Linked DNA regions of Capsicum annuum: region 2 is linked to region 1. A link is a contact called in public Hi-C data. All regions are on one chromosome and are shown on one strand. The core of a region is the stretch at or near the end of the contact, and the rest is flanking DNA. Distances in the headings are between cores, read along the strand shown. Region 1 holds the start of LOC107863243 (silicon efflux transporter LSI2). Region 2 holds the start of LOC107863239.

Region 1 (7,944 bases), core at 2,427-4,926:
TCACTTTGATAAAACTGTTAAGACCATAAGAAGCGACAATCGTACTGAGTTTATCAACTCAAACTGCAGTACTCTATTCACTAGTCTAGGAATAATACATCAAACCTCTTGTGCCTATACACCTCAACAAAGTGGAATGGCGGAAAGAAAATATAGCTAGACATATTTTAGAAGTAACAAGAGTCATCAGATTCCAAGCATCTATTCCTCTAAAATTTTGGGGCTTATGTGTTCAAGCAGTTGTCTATACTATAAATAGATTACCTAATTTCTTCTATTGGTAATGAATCTTCATTTGAGTTACTATATGGTAGAAAATCTTCTTTTCATTATCAAAGAGTTGTTGGTTGTTTCTGGTTTATCAAAAAAGTGCATGAATCAGATAAACTCACTTCACGGTCTACTGCATTTGTACTATGACTTAACTAACAATATATTTTTTGTTAATGGAAATGTGATATTTAAAGAGACTGTCTTTCCTTTTAAACTCTAACAAAAAGGATTCTACACTAATTTTCAACTACACTGGCACAAATCGTGTATCTGACCTAGATTCATAACAAGATTGTGTCACCGCACTTGTTCCTACTCAGTCTATTGAATACACGATAACACCTCAAATGATTATTGATGATGCACTTGCAACTGCTCCTGACATAGTACAAAAAGAAGTTGGCGGTTACACTAGAACAAAGGGCTCAAGAACCAACTAGAAGATCAAGAAGGGGCACCAGATCACCCTTATGGATGAAAGACTTCGTCTCACTAAACACCCATGAAGGTTCCTATAGTTTGGATAAGTATCTATCTTATGAGAAACTTTCTCCAACTTATCAGCTTACTTTATCCAAGATGTCAAGCAAGATTGACCCTCAGACGTTTACGCAAGCAACAACTGATCCAAGATAGATAGAAGCTATGGATGCAGAAATCAAAGTTTTATAGGATAATCATACTTGGGATATTTGTAAATTTTCCTGAAGGAAAAAAAGACCTATAGGGTGCAAATGGATCTTCAATATCAAGTACAAGTTAACTGGAGAGGTTAAGAGGTTAAAGGCAAGGTTGGTTGCTAAGATTTATAGCCCAAAAGAAGTATATATTATCAAGGAACTTTCATCCCTGATTGTTAGAACTGTTTTGGCTATTGTTTCACAATGAAACCGGCACATCCATCAAATGGATGTACTCAATGCCTTAGTACAAGGAGATTTATATAATGAAATTTTCATGGAGTTACCTCGGGAATTTAAAAGTCGAGGGAGAATCAAGTATGCAGACTCAATAAACCCTTTTATGGCTTGAAACAAGTCCCTAGACAGTGGAATGCTAAGTTGTCTGAGGCATTGAAAAAGTTTCAGTTTAAGCAATGTGAGTATGATCACTCATTATACATTAAAAAACAGCAATAAGTTTCATATTTGTTCTCATTTATGTTGATGACATAATGATTACTGGTAGTAGTATTCAACTCATTAAAGAAACTAAAGCTAAGCTAAATCAAACCTTTAAGATGAAAGAATTGGGTGAGTTAAAGTACTTCCTAGGCATTGAGTTTGCGAGAACAAGCCAAGGAATACTTATGCACCAAAGAAAGTACACATTGGAACTTATCTCTGGTTTAAGAAATGCAAAGCCTGCAGTAACTCTAATTGATACTAACTGCAAGCTAACTACAAAACAGTATGATGAACATCTTAAGGAAGAAGTGTCTGATACTGATCCATCAGTTGATCAAGGAGCCTATCAAAACAGATTAAGAAACTACTCTAGTCGACATGACTAGACCTGACATCTCCACTAGGGTATAAAACCTGAGTCAGTTCCTACAACAACCAAAAAAGTCTAATATGGATGCAGCTTTGAGGATTGTTAGATACTTAAATGGACAATCGGGTCAAGACATACTACTATCAAGTGCTCAAGACACTACATTCACAGCCTTTTGTGATGTTGATTGGGTATCATGTCCCAACACAAAAAGGTCTGTGACAAGGTAATTTGTTAAGGTTGGAGATGTAGTATTTGGGAAATCAAAGAAACAACCTCTTGTTTCTAGAAGCTCAGCTGAAGCCGAGTACAGAGGTATAGCCACTATTGTAACTGAAATTATTTGGTCGGTAGGACTGATGAAAGACTTGGGCATTAAAGTGGAATAACCAGTAGCAATCTTCACTGATAGTAAGGTTGTAATTCAACTGGGAGCAAATCCAGTTTATCATGAAAGGATCAAACATATAAAAATTGACTCTCATTTTATAAGAGAGAAGATTATGAAAGGACTTGTATGCACCAAGTACATTCCTACTCAAGAACAACAGAAAAGCTAACCAAAGGCTTGATAAAAGTTCAGCATCAACGACACAGTTCCAAGCTAGGAGTTCAAAACATTTTTTCACTTCCAAGCTTGAGGGAGAATGTTGATATAAGTGATGCAAAAGTTAGTTAAATTAATTGATAGAAGCGCAATTGTGTAATTTTAGCTAGGAGTTGTTAGTTCAGTAAGTTATTAGTCAAGTTAGTTAGTCATTTCACAAAGTTAGTTATAGAAGTAGTTGGTTAGTACTGTATATATGCATCGGTACATTGCTGTATTAACAACACAATTTTTCAGAAATCAATGTAACTCTCTTCTCCTTCTTTCTTTACTCATTCATCAAGAACCTGCATTTCATCTTCCTTCTACTATTAAGATCAGTTGACTACTCCCTTCATTCTCTAAAAACTACAATGAGTCTATCCACTTTTTTATTTTTATTATTTTGCAACAAACTAGAATTGCATTTTAGGTATTACTTACCTAATTAATACCCAATACATTACTTCCACTGAAGTTTAAATCAAACAAAAATATCTACACAAGAATATACGCACATGTATGCAGAATTATATATTAGGAGTATAATAGTTTTGCATAGATTTTTTAGCATATGGTCACAGATATAGAGAAATTTTGTTAACCTGAAAAGGTATATTTAAGAAAATGAAAAAAATTTCTCCTGGTAGATTTAAGTCATTTCCTTCACTGCTAACTCCATTTTCAACTTGGAATGCTATGTATATCCCAAGTTGGAAATCAAAATATTATCTAATCAAGGTTCTTAAATTGTCATTGCTATACTGTAAAATTTAATAGTTTAATCAACTTATGACAATCAAGTTGAAACATAACCAAAGAACATGTGACATTTCCTTCTGCTTCACAAGACGACAATGTTTATAAATAACTTTGACGATTCTTAAGCTCAAAGCAAAAAAGACAAGAAAATAGACTGACCATTAAATAAAAAACAAAACGTTCCTGGTTAACCTAAACTAATAAGCATGTATGTAATTACTAGCATATTTCTGGTATAGTATAGTAGAAAAAAGTTAATGAACGACTTACCGGATCCTTGGGCACAGAGACATGGTCTTGTTCGACACTTTAGAAAGTATATGCATATTAATTAATTCCAGTCATTTGGTTGGGAAAAATTTATCCCGAGATAATTATTCCTAGGATTAGTTATCCCACCATGTAGATGGGATAACTTATCCCATCACTTTAGTGCAAATGGTGGGATAAATACTCCCAGGACAAACTAATACCTTCTACCAAACATGGGATAAAATAATCCCACATTTTACGACTATTATTACTTATACCTCACACCAAACGAGAGTTCAAGTGCTGAGTGAAATTAATAGACATCGGGCAAACAAGTGGCGAGTCAAAAGGAAAAGCATATTTGTATAGGAGTACTTCAATTTGTCCGATTTAGTTTCCTTTTCAAGAAGTTGCTATCTAAACTCCAATAGTCAAACAAGCAACCCGAGTGAATAATAAATGCATTTACATGGTGAAAAGTCTTTAAATTTCAGTGCAAAACATCAATATTTTTTTCTGGACCTGGTGACTCTTCCCCTCTTTCCTGTATAGATGTTCATTTTCTACACTCATAGCATGCCCAATTAATTTACATTGAAATATCACTTGCTAGATAGCTAATCACCTATAACTTTTATCTATTCTCCTGAGTCATTTTTTCATCACCTTGCACAAAAAAAATCGTCTCTCGTATGCCATCTAACGTTTGTTTGACTCGTTTTTCATTTCAGAGATATTCAGTTACTAATGTGAACATACAAAAGAGTTAAGGATTATGGCTATGGCATCGACCGATAGAGTGATTCTTGGTTCAATTGCCTTTGCAATATTTTGGATATTGGCAGTATTTCCTGCTGTTCCATTTATGCCTATTGGAAGGACTGCAGGGTCACTACTTGGTGCTAATCTTATGGTAATATTTCGAGTATTGGCACCCGATGAAGCATATGCTGCTATAGATCTTCCAATTTTAGGTCTTCTCTTTGGAACTATGGTTGTGAGTATCTACTTAGAAAGAGCAGACATGTTTAAGTACTTGGGAAAATTGCTGGCTTGGAAAAGCAGGGGACCCAAGGATTTACTCTGCAGAATCTGTTTGATAGCTGCAATTTCGAGTGCCTTTTTCACAAATGATACTTCTTGTGTTATACTGACTGAATTTGTTCTGAAAATTGCGAGGCAACAAAATCTCCCACCCCATCCGTTCCTTTTAGCTCTCGCGTCAAGTGCAAATATTGGATCTTCAGCAACTCCTATTGGGAATCCTCAGAACTTAGTTATAGCAGTACTGAGCAAGATTAGTTTTGGGAGGTTTTTATTTGGTGTATTTCCTGCAATGCTTGTTGGAGTTGTTGTTAATGCTGTATTGTTGCTTTGCATGTATTGGAAGTCGTTATCTGTTCAGAAGGATGTCGAAAATGCTGAAATAGAATTAGTTTCCGACGAAGAAGTAGACTCTCATCGTTTTTCACCAGCAACAATGTCACATGTTAATTCCTTACATTCTCAGGAACAGTTTTCAGCTGATTCTATGAATACTAGTAATCAAAATCAAGACAATTTTAATGAAAATGAAATCAAGACGGATGCGAACGGGGTGTTTGATTCTTGCAGGAATTCTAATGCCTCAATGGAAGCAGCAAATGATGGATCACTTCAAATGAGGGACAAGAATGTGACATCAAAGGGAATTTTATCTGTCGATGGATGTGAGGATCAAAATTTCACATCTTATGAGGAAAAGCACAACTTTTCTGAAAAATGGAAAAAATGGTTATGGAAAATATGTGTTTATCTTATTACAATTGGGATGTTAATATCTTTGTTGATAGGTTTGAATATGTCATGGACTGCTATCACCGCGGCACTTGCTCTTGTGGTTCTTGATTTCAAAGATGCTAGAGAATGCTTAGAAAAGGTATTTTGGGCTTGTGTTTACATTTCTTCATGTTGTCATGTCAAGTTCAACAATCGCATTTTTCACCTATTTATATAGAGTTTTTCTACGAAGTGACAGTGTATAAGAATTTTACACTATCAGGTCATCCATAAATACATAACCTCTGAAGTAAGACAGATTACCAGCTATAGTATATTAGTTTAATTGTATGTTACTCCTATTGAATTTGAAACATAAGAAAAACTTGTTCATTCTGCTGATTCAACTTTACAGGTCTCCTATTCACTGTTGATATTCTTCTGTGGTATGTTTATCACAGTTGACGGATTTAACAGAACAGGGATACCAAGTGCTTTCTGGGATTTTATGGAACCATATGCCAAGATAGACCATGCTGGTGGTATAGCAGTTCTTGCTGTTGTCATACTTGTCCTATCAAATTTGGCTTCTAATGTCCCTACTGGTTTGTGACTGAACTATTACTTCCTATTTCAAAATACTAAGTACAGTACTATATATCTCCTCTCTTTCTTGTCACTCTCTTACCTTGACACGACCTTTGAATTGTGTCCAAATTCAAGAACTGTTTCTCTGTTTAATTGATTTAGGTGAAGGAGAGAGGTAACTACAGATAGTGCATGCAGTAGGGACTTAAACAAACTGCATTTAATTTCAAGAGTAGATAACTTCAGCAGCTGTACTAGGAGATGTATTAAGACCCTCTGCTGCTTACTCTAGTACAACAACAATAACATGTGTAGTTCCAGAAGTAGGGTCTGGGAGGGTGGTATGTGTGCAGCCTTATCCCTACACTGTGAAGGTAGAGTGGATGTTTCTGATATATAGACCCTCAGCGCAAGCATAGCATATCAAAATCAAGTACCGAAAGGAAATACAATAATGAAGAAAATATGTTAAAAGCAAAAGGAGAAATGAACAACAAACAATTGGTAGCCATTAGCCAACACAAGGAATAACAGGTAATAATAAAATCAGAATAAGATAGTAGGAGAGTAATAATAACAATATTAGTAAGGTAACTAGGCAACGCTCGACTTCCTACTAATTAGCTAGTAGCAGTAGTAGTAGGTATCCAATACTTACTCTAGTATTTAATATTTATCCAGTGGCTTCCTACCTAGGATCTTGAATGTTTGTCCAACATGACCTCAAAATATCAACATCTCTTAATTCAGTTATTGGCTCAATTGTTCTTCATTGTAACTAGATTAGCTAGCATATTCCCTACTTGTGTCACATAGTGTGTCAAGTTCTTGTAGGTTCAATGGCAGTATTCCATCGACCAAAATTAGCAGTGTCAAATGAGCAGGTTTGAACGGGTTGAAAACAGGTTGAACAAACGACAAGTTAAAATCCAACCATCATACTTCGTCATTAGGATCAAAATCAGATCAGGTACTGAAAAAGAATTAATCAGATTAGGTGATTAATATGCATGTTGAAAATAGATTGACCAACAACTTGATTGATTTAATTTAAATAATTCTCTCTCTTAAGGGCGGATGAGATACTATGTTCATTTTCGAATAAGATTATCGCGAATTTCTTTATCAAACTCATTTTCTAAGAGATATAGAGATATTATAGTATACTGCTAAGAATAACTTGTGCTCTTTGTTAATTTTGTGATACGTAGTTCTATTGCTGGGAGCTCGGGTAGGTGCATCAGCAGCTACAATATCTGCAGCAAGTGAGAAGAAAGCATGGCTCATCTTAGCTTGGGTTAGCACTGTGGCTGGCAACCTTTCATTATTAGGCTCCGCAGCAAACTTGATAGTATGTGAACAAGCTCATCGGGCTCAGCCATCGGGCTATAATCTCTCATTATGGACTCATCTCAGATTTGGAGTTCCCTCTACTCTAATTGTTACAGCTATTGGTTTGACACTCATCAGAGATTGAAATTAAATTTGTAATATTTAGTTTAATAACTTCAAAAAGATTGTCTACGTTAGTTTACCTTATGTATTCTGTTATTCAACAAGATTTTGTAATTGTCTTTACTGACACAACACTTGATAGAATTGTCAGTTAAAACTTTAGTGACACCAAATGCAGAGGCTAGTCAGTCGAATTGCCCGTGGAAGTTGCTAAAGACCATTTTTGTAGTAGTGAATGTTGTCATAAAAAAAAAATGTAATTAACCAAACAGGAAATTCTAGATATACCTTGTATAATTCTTTCCATCCAACAATTTTTTAGTTGACTGTTAGTCCACATTGACTTAGATAAACAAACAGAATCTATCTATCTATCTCACTCTATATATAAGCAAAACTAAAACAAGATAAGATGCCAAGTGACAATATATTAAAATAGTCAAGTGGCGATTTTTAGTATAAAATTAAAAAATATTTTAAGACAAAGTTAAATATATTGTAATGAAAATTTTGAATTGAAAGATTAAATATTTGAATTTGAAATACTATATATTATATAGTAGAGGATGAAACACCACAATTAGCTACGTGGCAAATTACAGAGAAGTCACGTGGCAGTTTTTAAGACAAAATTATAAATGTTGTAGAAAAATTTTTGAATTGAAAAATATAAATTAATTAAAAATATAAATTTAAATATAAATGACAGTAATTACAAAGCCTTTTTTTTTTTCAATCAATAATTTTTGGTTTCCCAAGGTATCCCAGCCCGA
Region 2 (7,944 bases), core at 2,868-5,367, 150 kb before region 1:
GTTAGGGCTATTATGGTCTTTTAATGGCCTCTTTTTACACTCCAAAGAAGCACCTTTCATTAAGGGTAATGTTGTCATTGTTTGTAATAAGTATAAATAGGCACATTAACTCTTATTTTCCTTAGTTTTGAGATAATGAATTGAGTGACTTTTAGATTGTAATCTTAGTGTTAGATTGTAGTCTTTCTCTTCTCCTTAGGAGAGGGAATCCGAAACTTGAATCCTAATACATTTGGAATTGGCTTTTCACTTGTATTGGATTATTTGGCAAGAAAGGTGTGCTTGAGGAAGTGTGAGTCCTTTGGGTCACCTAAGAGGAAGGTTTGAACTTCTATTGATGAGGTGTGATTGATGGTTTGATACGCCATCTTTTGTTAATTATTTGGTAGAAGTAAGGATCTTTCTATCTATCTTTAATTTCATGCAATTCTTCTTCTTCATCTTCTTCTATTGTGTTGTTTTCTCTTTATGTGCTTGCTGATTTTCGCATCTTTGTGTCCATTTCTTGAATTCCTAGTCTTCTCTTGTATCAAGTAGGAATCCTACTTGCAAAAGAATTGTAATGTCAGTTTCCTAGTTTGAAAAAGAGTCTTATGTAGTGTCTATAAATGAGGTTTCAATCTAATAATTTAGATACAATTCAATAATATTTTTCTCCTATATTTCTTGCATGGTATCAAAGCATTCGTGAGAAAATTATCATTCTAGCATCATTGTGTCGTTTTTCGATGACAAAACGACTGTCCAAATAATATCTTTTTGTCGGTGTATTTCAAGACAAACCAACACCACCGTCAGGTTTGGAACTACCTAAAAAGATCAATTAACCCCTCGTGCTTTCAATTGTCTTTCTTGGTTATTCTTAAGTACAAAAGGAATATCGTTGCTGCTAACTTGAACTTTGTCGGTACCTTATGTGAGCTGAAGTCACATTCTTTGAGTCTCAACTTTACTTTACATCTTTTGATTCTGATTATCCTAACATGTCTAAGGTCTTACCTATATCAACTTTTGAGGTTCCTACCGTTACTTCTACATCTCCGTCCATGGCGCCGCTAGTCTTACCTGTACAGACATTTGAGGAATCAGAATATCTTCAACAACTCCATCTATAGTGCCACCAGACTTATCATCGTTGTCCACGTACAATATACAGCTTAGATGATTTCCATCCAGCACTTGATCCTGCGCCTATTATAGACTTACCTCCTTCGATTGCACTTCGAAAAGGTATATTGTCCACTCGTAATACTAACCCTCATTATATCCTTTTAAGTTATCATCGTCTATCATCACCCAATTATGCCTTTATATCATCTTTGTCCTTTGTCTCCATCCCTAAGCCACAAAAGAAGCATTTTCCCATTTAGGATGGAGACAGACTATGATTGACGAGATGTCTGCTTTACATATGAGTGGTACTTGGGAGTTTGTTCATCTCCCTTCCGGTAAATCAACCGTTGGTTATTGATGGGTTTATGCAACGTAAGTTGGTCCGAACAGCCAAATTGATTGACTTAAGGCTCGCCCTGTTGCCAAGGAGTACATTCAGGTATTTGGGCTTGATTACAGTGATACTTTTTCTCCCGTGGCTAAAATAACATTTCTTCTATTTTTAATCCATAGCTGTTGTTCGACACCGGCCTTTTTTCAGTTGGATATTAAGAATGCTTTTCTCTATGGTGACCTTGAGGAGGAAGTTTATGTGGAGCAACTATCTGGTTTTGTTGCTCAAGGGGAGTCTAGTCCGGTGTTTTGATTGCGTCAGTCACTTTATGAGTCTAAAACAATCTCCTTGAGCATGGTTTGAAAAGTTCAACACAGTAATTCAGAGTTTGGCATGATTTATAGTGAAGTAGATCACTCAGTGTTTTATCGACATTCTGCTCCAAATATATGTTTTTATTTAGTGGTTTACGTTGATGATATCGTTATTATTGGCAGTGATCAAGATGGCGTCATTAGTTTGAAACAACACCTCTTTCAGCATTTCTAAACTAAAAACCTTGACAGACTGAAGTATTTTCTAGGTATTGAAGTTGCTTAGTCTAGATCATATATTGTTATTTCGCAACACAAGTATGCCTTAGACATTCTCAAGAAGATAGGAATAATGGAATGTAAACCCGTTGACACCCTTATGGATTCGATTATTGAACTCTTGCCAAGACGAGGAGCCACTCAATGATTCGGGAAGATATAGGTGTCTAGTTGGCAAGTTGAATTATCTCACAGTGACCAGACCTGACATTTCCTATCCCGTGAGTGTCATAAGTCAGTTTATGGATTCTGCATGTGATGGTCATTGGAATACAATTGTTTGCATTGTGCAATATATTAAGTCAGCTTTAGGTAAAGTATTATTCTTCAAAGATTGAGGTCATGAGCAAATTGTTGGATATACAGACGCCGATTGGGCAGGATCACCTTGTGATAGACGTTCTACATCTGGATATTGTGTTTTCGTAGGAGGTAATTTGGTATCCGGGAAGAGTAAGAAATAAAGTGTGGTTGCTCGATCTAGTGCAGAAGCAGAATATCTAGCAATAGAGCTAGCAACTTCTGAGCTAGTTTGGATCAAAGAGTTGTTGAGAGAGCTAAAATTTGGAAAAATAAGTGAAATGGAACTTGTGTGTGACAACCAAACGGCTCTTTACATTGCATCAAATCCGATGTTTCATGAGAGGACTAAGCACTTTGAGATTGATTGTCACTTTGTGAGAGAGAAGATACTTTTGAGAGATATTGTTACAAAGTTTGTGAAATCGAGTGACCAGCTTGCAGATATTTTCACCGATAGGGTAAGTGCTCATTTCGTTCTTGCTTGCTTTCATTCTGTTATGAGAGAGAGCTGCTATACGTCTATTCTCTTTAGACAAATGACTGTCCGCTGGAAAATACAGAAGTCCCTCACTGGTCCTCGTATTAATTATATTTGCAACAAGCTCGGTGCATATGACTTGTATGCACCATCTTGAGTGGGTGTGTTAGAATATGAGTAGAAATATGAATATAATATAGAATCCTACTTGGAAAAAGATTGTAATATCAGTCTCCTAGTTTGAAAAAGAGTCTAATGTGGTGTCTATTAACAAGGATCTCAATGCAATAATTTGATACAACAATTCAATAATATTTTTCTCCTATATTTCTCACATGTTGAAAGGTTCTACATTGGATGAAAAAAGGATAGGTTATCTCCTTATATAGTCTTGGACAATCATTCCTACATGAGCTAATTATTGAGGTCGAGTTAGGCTCAAATCCATTTGTTAACATGCTATCAAGCAGGACCCATCTCAATTCTTTTTTACCGATGTTGTGCCCCATATGTAATTGCCCACGCTCCATATGCCCAACCCTGGCCATGAAGTGGGGTGTTGGAGAGTCTCACATTGGATGAAAAAGAAATGAGTGGTCTCTTACGTCGATCTTAGGAAATCCTCCCCTCATGAACTAGCTTTTGAGATTGAGTTACACTCAATATTCATTTCTTAACAACATGGAAGGGTCGCAAACTGCTTTAGTTTTTGCTTTCCATCCTCCCAGTTTTTACTCAGGCCTTCCACGTTTTCACTTGAACTAACGTTTCCAAGGAACATAATATAAGATAGGAACTGATAAGTGTTTAGAGAAAATGCCAAATAGAGATCTAAAGAAGGGGGAAGGCGGAGGGGGCAAAAGGAAAAAAATCATTTGTCAGTTCTCAGTGCTCTATACAGACGACAAAATAGTTCTTGAGAAACAGTTATACCTGATAATCAATCTAATCCAATATTTTATATAGAACCTCAATAACCTGTGGTGAGATTTACATGTTCAACCTCAGTTTTGGTTAACTTAGGGACTTTATAAAGGCAACTGGGGACATTCATCAGATGTTGGTTATATTTGATTACTGATCTTGCAGAATGGCCACAAGGCCAAAACACACTTCCATCTATAATCTTCAGATGCTAGTGACATCATAGAAGCCATCTATAATCTTCAGATGCTAGTGACATCATAGAAGTTGAGGACATATAGCTGCATATTATATGCTTTGCATGAAGATGACTGTCTTCACCTTTCGGCATGACTTTTTCATGGTTGCTAACTTATTTGTCCACACTGCAGCTAGTAATATTCCTGTAGTCAAAGAAATTGAAGGACTTGTTGATCCTGGCATCTTCAATGTTGTACGATTTGCTTCTGCAGCAATTCCCTTTATCCCTTTTGTACTCCGAACGAATGATACTCGGACCCGTAATACAGGGATAGAATTGGGATTTTGGGTAAGCTTAGGCTACCTTATGCAAGCAATTGGATTGCTCACATCTGATGCTGGGCGGGCTTCTTTTCTTTCTATGCTCACTGTAAGAGCATTTTCCTGAATTCTTAATTTAATAATAAGCATTTCTAGTTATGGACTGTTCCTCCTTGCTGACTCCTGCTAAACTGATCAGATTGTTGTGGTTCCCTTGCTTGATGGCATGTTAGGATCCGTAATTCCTGCACGCACCTGGTTTGGAGCTCTCATGTCGTTGTTTGGTGTTGTGATGTTGGAGTCCAGTGGCTCACCTCCATGTGTGAGTCCTTGTGGAATTCCTTAGTTGTCAATTCCGAATATGTTTGGGATATGATTACCAAAAGTTTAAATATTTTTTCAACTAAATAATTTGTTTTTAACTTTTTTATTTAAAACTTGTCATTAGGCCGTTTGCTTCCCAACAAACTATTCCATGTAAAGGTGTTCACCTGCAGATCTGAACATTTCAGGTTGGAGACTTGTTGAACTTCTTAAGTGCACTCTTTTTTGGGGTTCATATGCTACGAACTGAACATATATCACGAAGTACTAATAAAGAGAACTTTATACCACTCCTTGGCTATGAGGTTCGTTAGGAAATTGTGCATAACCTATCTTCCATATTCTTGTTGGCCACTATGATTTCAATCTAAGTACCACATAATGTCTGCATCTATTTCTTCAGATGTTGGTTGTTGCTCTCATATCAACCTTGTGGTACTTTATTGGAGGTTCATTTTTCGGTACTCGAGCACTAAATCCGTCAGACTTGACATGGTCAACGTTCTGGAGTTCAACTTTGTCATTTCCCTGGATACCTGCTCTTTACACTGGCTTATTTTCAACTGGGTTATGTCTATGGATAGAGGTACACTTCTCTGTTTGCCTAAATAAATATTCTTCAAGGCACTTTAAATAGCTGCAAATTAGAGCTGGACTAAGGCTCTTCATGTTTGACTTCTGCCAGTTTCAGATATTATGGCTTTATTAAGACTTTGTTCAAGATCTTGATGAAAATCTTTATTAAGGCCTATTCAAACCTATTAAGTGCTAAAAATCTTAATGAAAACAACTGCACTTAATGACCTAAAGTTTAAACCATTCAGATTCAGACCACCATTAAGTGCAAACAAATGAGGCCTGAGAGAGGTGAGATTGTAGTAGCAATGTTTTGGTGTATATTTTTACACTATAAATATAAATACGATGGGAACATATTTTGGTTTTGGTTTGATCAAGAGTCTAGATGGTTAGTGACTTAAAACTTTGTATGTCACTAGATATATTTTTAGATGCTGATTTAAATAGTTGAGTTGAGTAAACTTTCATCACATCCTGCTTGAGAAAAATAGCACTGGACATTTAGTCTGTACTAGTCTCTCTTGAGTTTTGACGATGCGAATATGTACTGAAAGCTGAATGACCAGTATTTGGATCATAAATATCTTTTAGTACTAGTAATATGCTCCTTTATGTGTGTTAACTTATTAGCAATTGTTGTTGGTTTCAAAGATATCAGAAGGATGAATTGACATCTATACGTGACCCTTGTATTGTGTATTGTCTCAATTTAATGTGCAGATGGCTGCTATGTGTAATGTATCAGCTACAGAGACTGCAATAATTTATGGGCTGGAACCAGTATGGGGTGCTGGGTTTGCTTGGTTTCTCCTTGGTGAGAGATGGGGTTTAAGTGGATGGATTGGGGCCGCCTTTGTATTAGGTAATACCAATTCCCTCTTTCAGTTTGTAATAGGAAATCATTCAGTAACTTGGTTCCTGAAGCAAAGCAACAGATTCTCCAGAATTAAAATATTTCATGACTTCTGTTGAGCTATCATTCACAGTGCTGAAGAAAAACAAATCAGAGAAGTAATATATAGATTGGAAACAAACCATCTTGATTCTGATTGTAGTAGGTCGTAGTGTTGTTATCAAATTTGTTCAGATCTAAAGAAATGAGCTTATTTCAGGAATCTTCCTCGACCCATCAACATTTTTTAAAAGTTTTTGTAACCATGGTGTCTAGGCCAGCCTTCCTCGACACATCAGCATTAGACACAAGTTTGACAAAAGGCTTAAAGTTTTATGTCATGCATGTCATTGCTACTCTGTCCCTATTGATTTGAACTGTGAATAACATGGTTTGGTGTTGGTGAGTATTACCACGCTTTGGCTCAATCTTAGGAAAAACAAGGTTGTGCTGGATCGTGTAGTTCACATAGGTCTGATAGTCTTAGGTGTTTTATTCCACTTGGGAAATGTCTGCAGAATTTTCTATGAATCCATTTTTCTCAACTTCTAATATGTAGGTGGAAGTCTATCAGTGCAGATATTCGGAGCTTCATCTTCTTTATCAGGACAAGCTGAAAAAGTTATTCAGGATGATAAGTTATCGATTTTAGATGAAAGGAACAATATTCGTGCTTCACCACTTATCATTAGCTGCAATGAAGATCCATCTGACTTGTGGCGGAAGTCATGAATCTTGTTATGTCGATGTTTATATCTTGCTATGTATATATAGGTGGATATTGTATTAGTATCGTGACTGCTTTACGCAAATACAACAACAACAACAACAAACCCAGTGTATTCCCACATAGTGAGGTCTGGGGAGGGTAAGATGTACGCAGTCCATAACTCTACCTCTAAAGAAGTAGAAAGGCTGTTTCCGATAGACCCCCGGCTCGAGACACAACATACTAAACACATTCATAGTAAAACATGGAACAAGATGGTACGTGAGAAAATGTTACGTGAGATTCATAAAAACTAAAGCACATCGTAACTGTTTTTATGATAGCATACTGTAAAAGAATCGATCTATAAAATATTTTAGATTTATTTCTTCCCTTGGTCACTTCACAATCAGACCTGTAAAATAGAAGTAAAGCACTAAAATGCACTATTGTCTCAAATAAATATAGCAAAAATTTATGATTAAAGTAAAGATAGGTTGGTAACATACCAACTTATCAAACCCTCAAAGTTAAAATATTGCTTATCCTCAAACAATTAAAAATATCCAATTTTCTTTGAGGTGCACCAACATCATACTACATAGCCGTTTGGATATGAGATTTCATTTTGTGATTTGAAATTATGAGATAAAATCAGTGTTGGACATGCAATTTAACATTGACTTAGCTTTTTGGTCGTACGCGATCTTGAAACCTCTTTGCTTGTGGGGGTAGGAGTGGAAAACGCACTTTGCAAAAGAATTGTGTGGCGTGGTGAAAGATTTTTCGTTTGGGTTTTCGACCCTTCAAGTCTCCACCTACTTGTGGAATTGGACGCGAGGGGGGAGGGGGGGGAGGTCCTTGATATTAAGGTGTCAATATGGTTGAAGAAGGCCACATGTGGAAGCAACCTATGCTTTGATCATCCAATTGACTCCTTGCTGGCAGTCCGTGCTTGCTGTAATGCTGGCAAAAACAGGGGTTTCGGTCAATTTTACCTACTATTGAATTTGAACCAATGACTCACGCCGTATGAAAGAGATACCCTAACCGCTGAGTCAAATAGGTCAAGTAGAGTCAAGCCACCCTATAAGAGAAAACCACGCAACCAAAGTAGCCTTCACTATATAAAAGGGGCAAAGTGCTAAGAAAGAGAAAGCGTTATCACTACACAAAAAGAAGCAGTGGCTAGAG

What was found. Hi-C and Micro-C count contacts between places; a contact is called where the count stands out from the background.
Region 2: a contact with region 1 is called in a Hi-C map of pericarp, with 4 times the contacts expected there. The contact joins the promoter of LOC107863239 here to the promoter of LOC107863243 in region 1. A contact is called at or near these places in 2 of 5 Hi-C or Micro-C datasets (pericarp and placenta).

Annotation. Positions count from the first base shown.
Region 1 is chr3:217,974,619-217,982,562 of UCD10Xv1.1, reverse strand. LOC107863243 (silicon efflux transporter LSI2) reads left to right here and starts at 3,676. Exons shown (of 3, transcript XM_016709073.2): 1 at 3,676-5,288; 2 at 5,544-5,733; 3 at 6,928-7,377. The coding sequence starts at 4,146. The coding sequence ends at 7,193.
Region 2 is chr3:218,129,782-218,137,725 of UCD10Xv1.1, reverse strand. It overlaps LOC107863239, which reads left to right and starts at 4,117. Exons shown (of 6, transcript XM_016709064.2): 1 at 4,117-4,355; 2 at 4,446-4,568; 3 at 4,759-4,875; 4 at 4,974-5,156; 5 at 5,870-6,011; 6 at 6,601-6,964. The coding sequence starts at 4,117. The coding sequence ends at 6,773.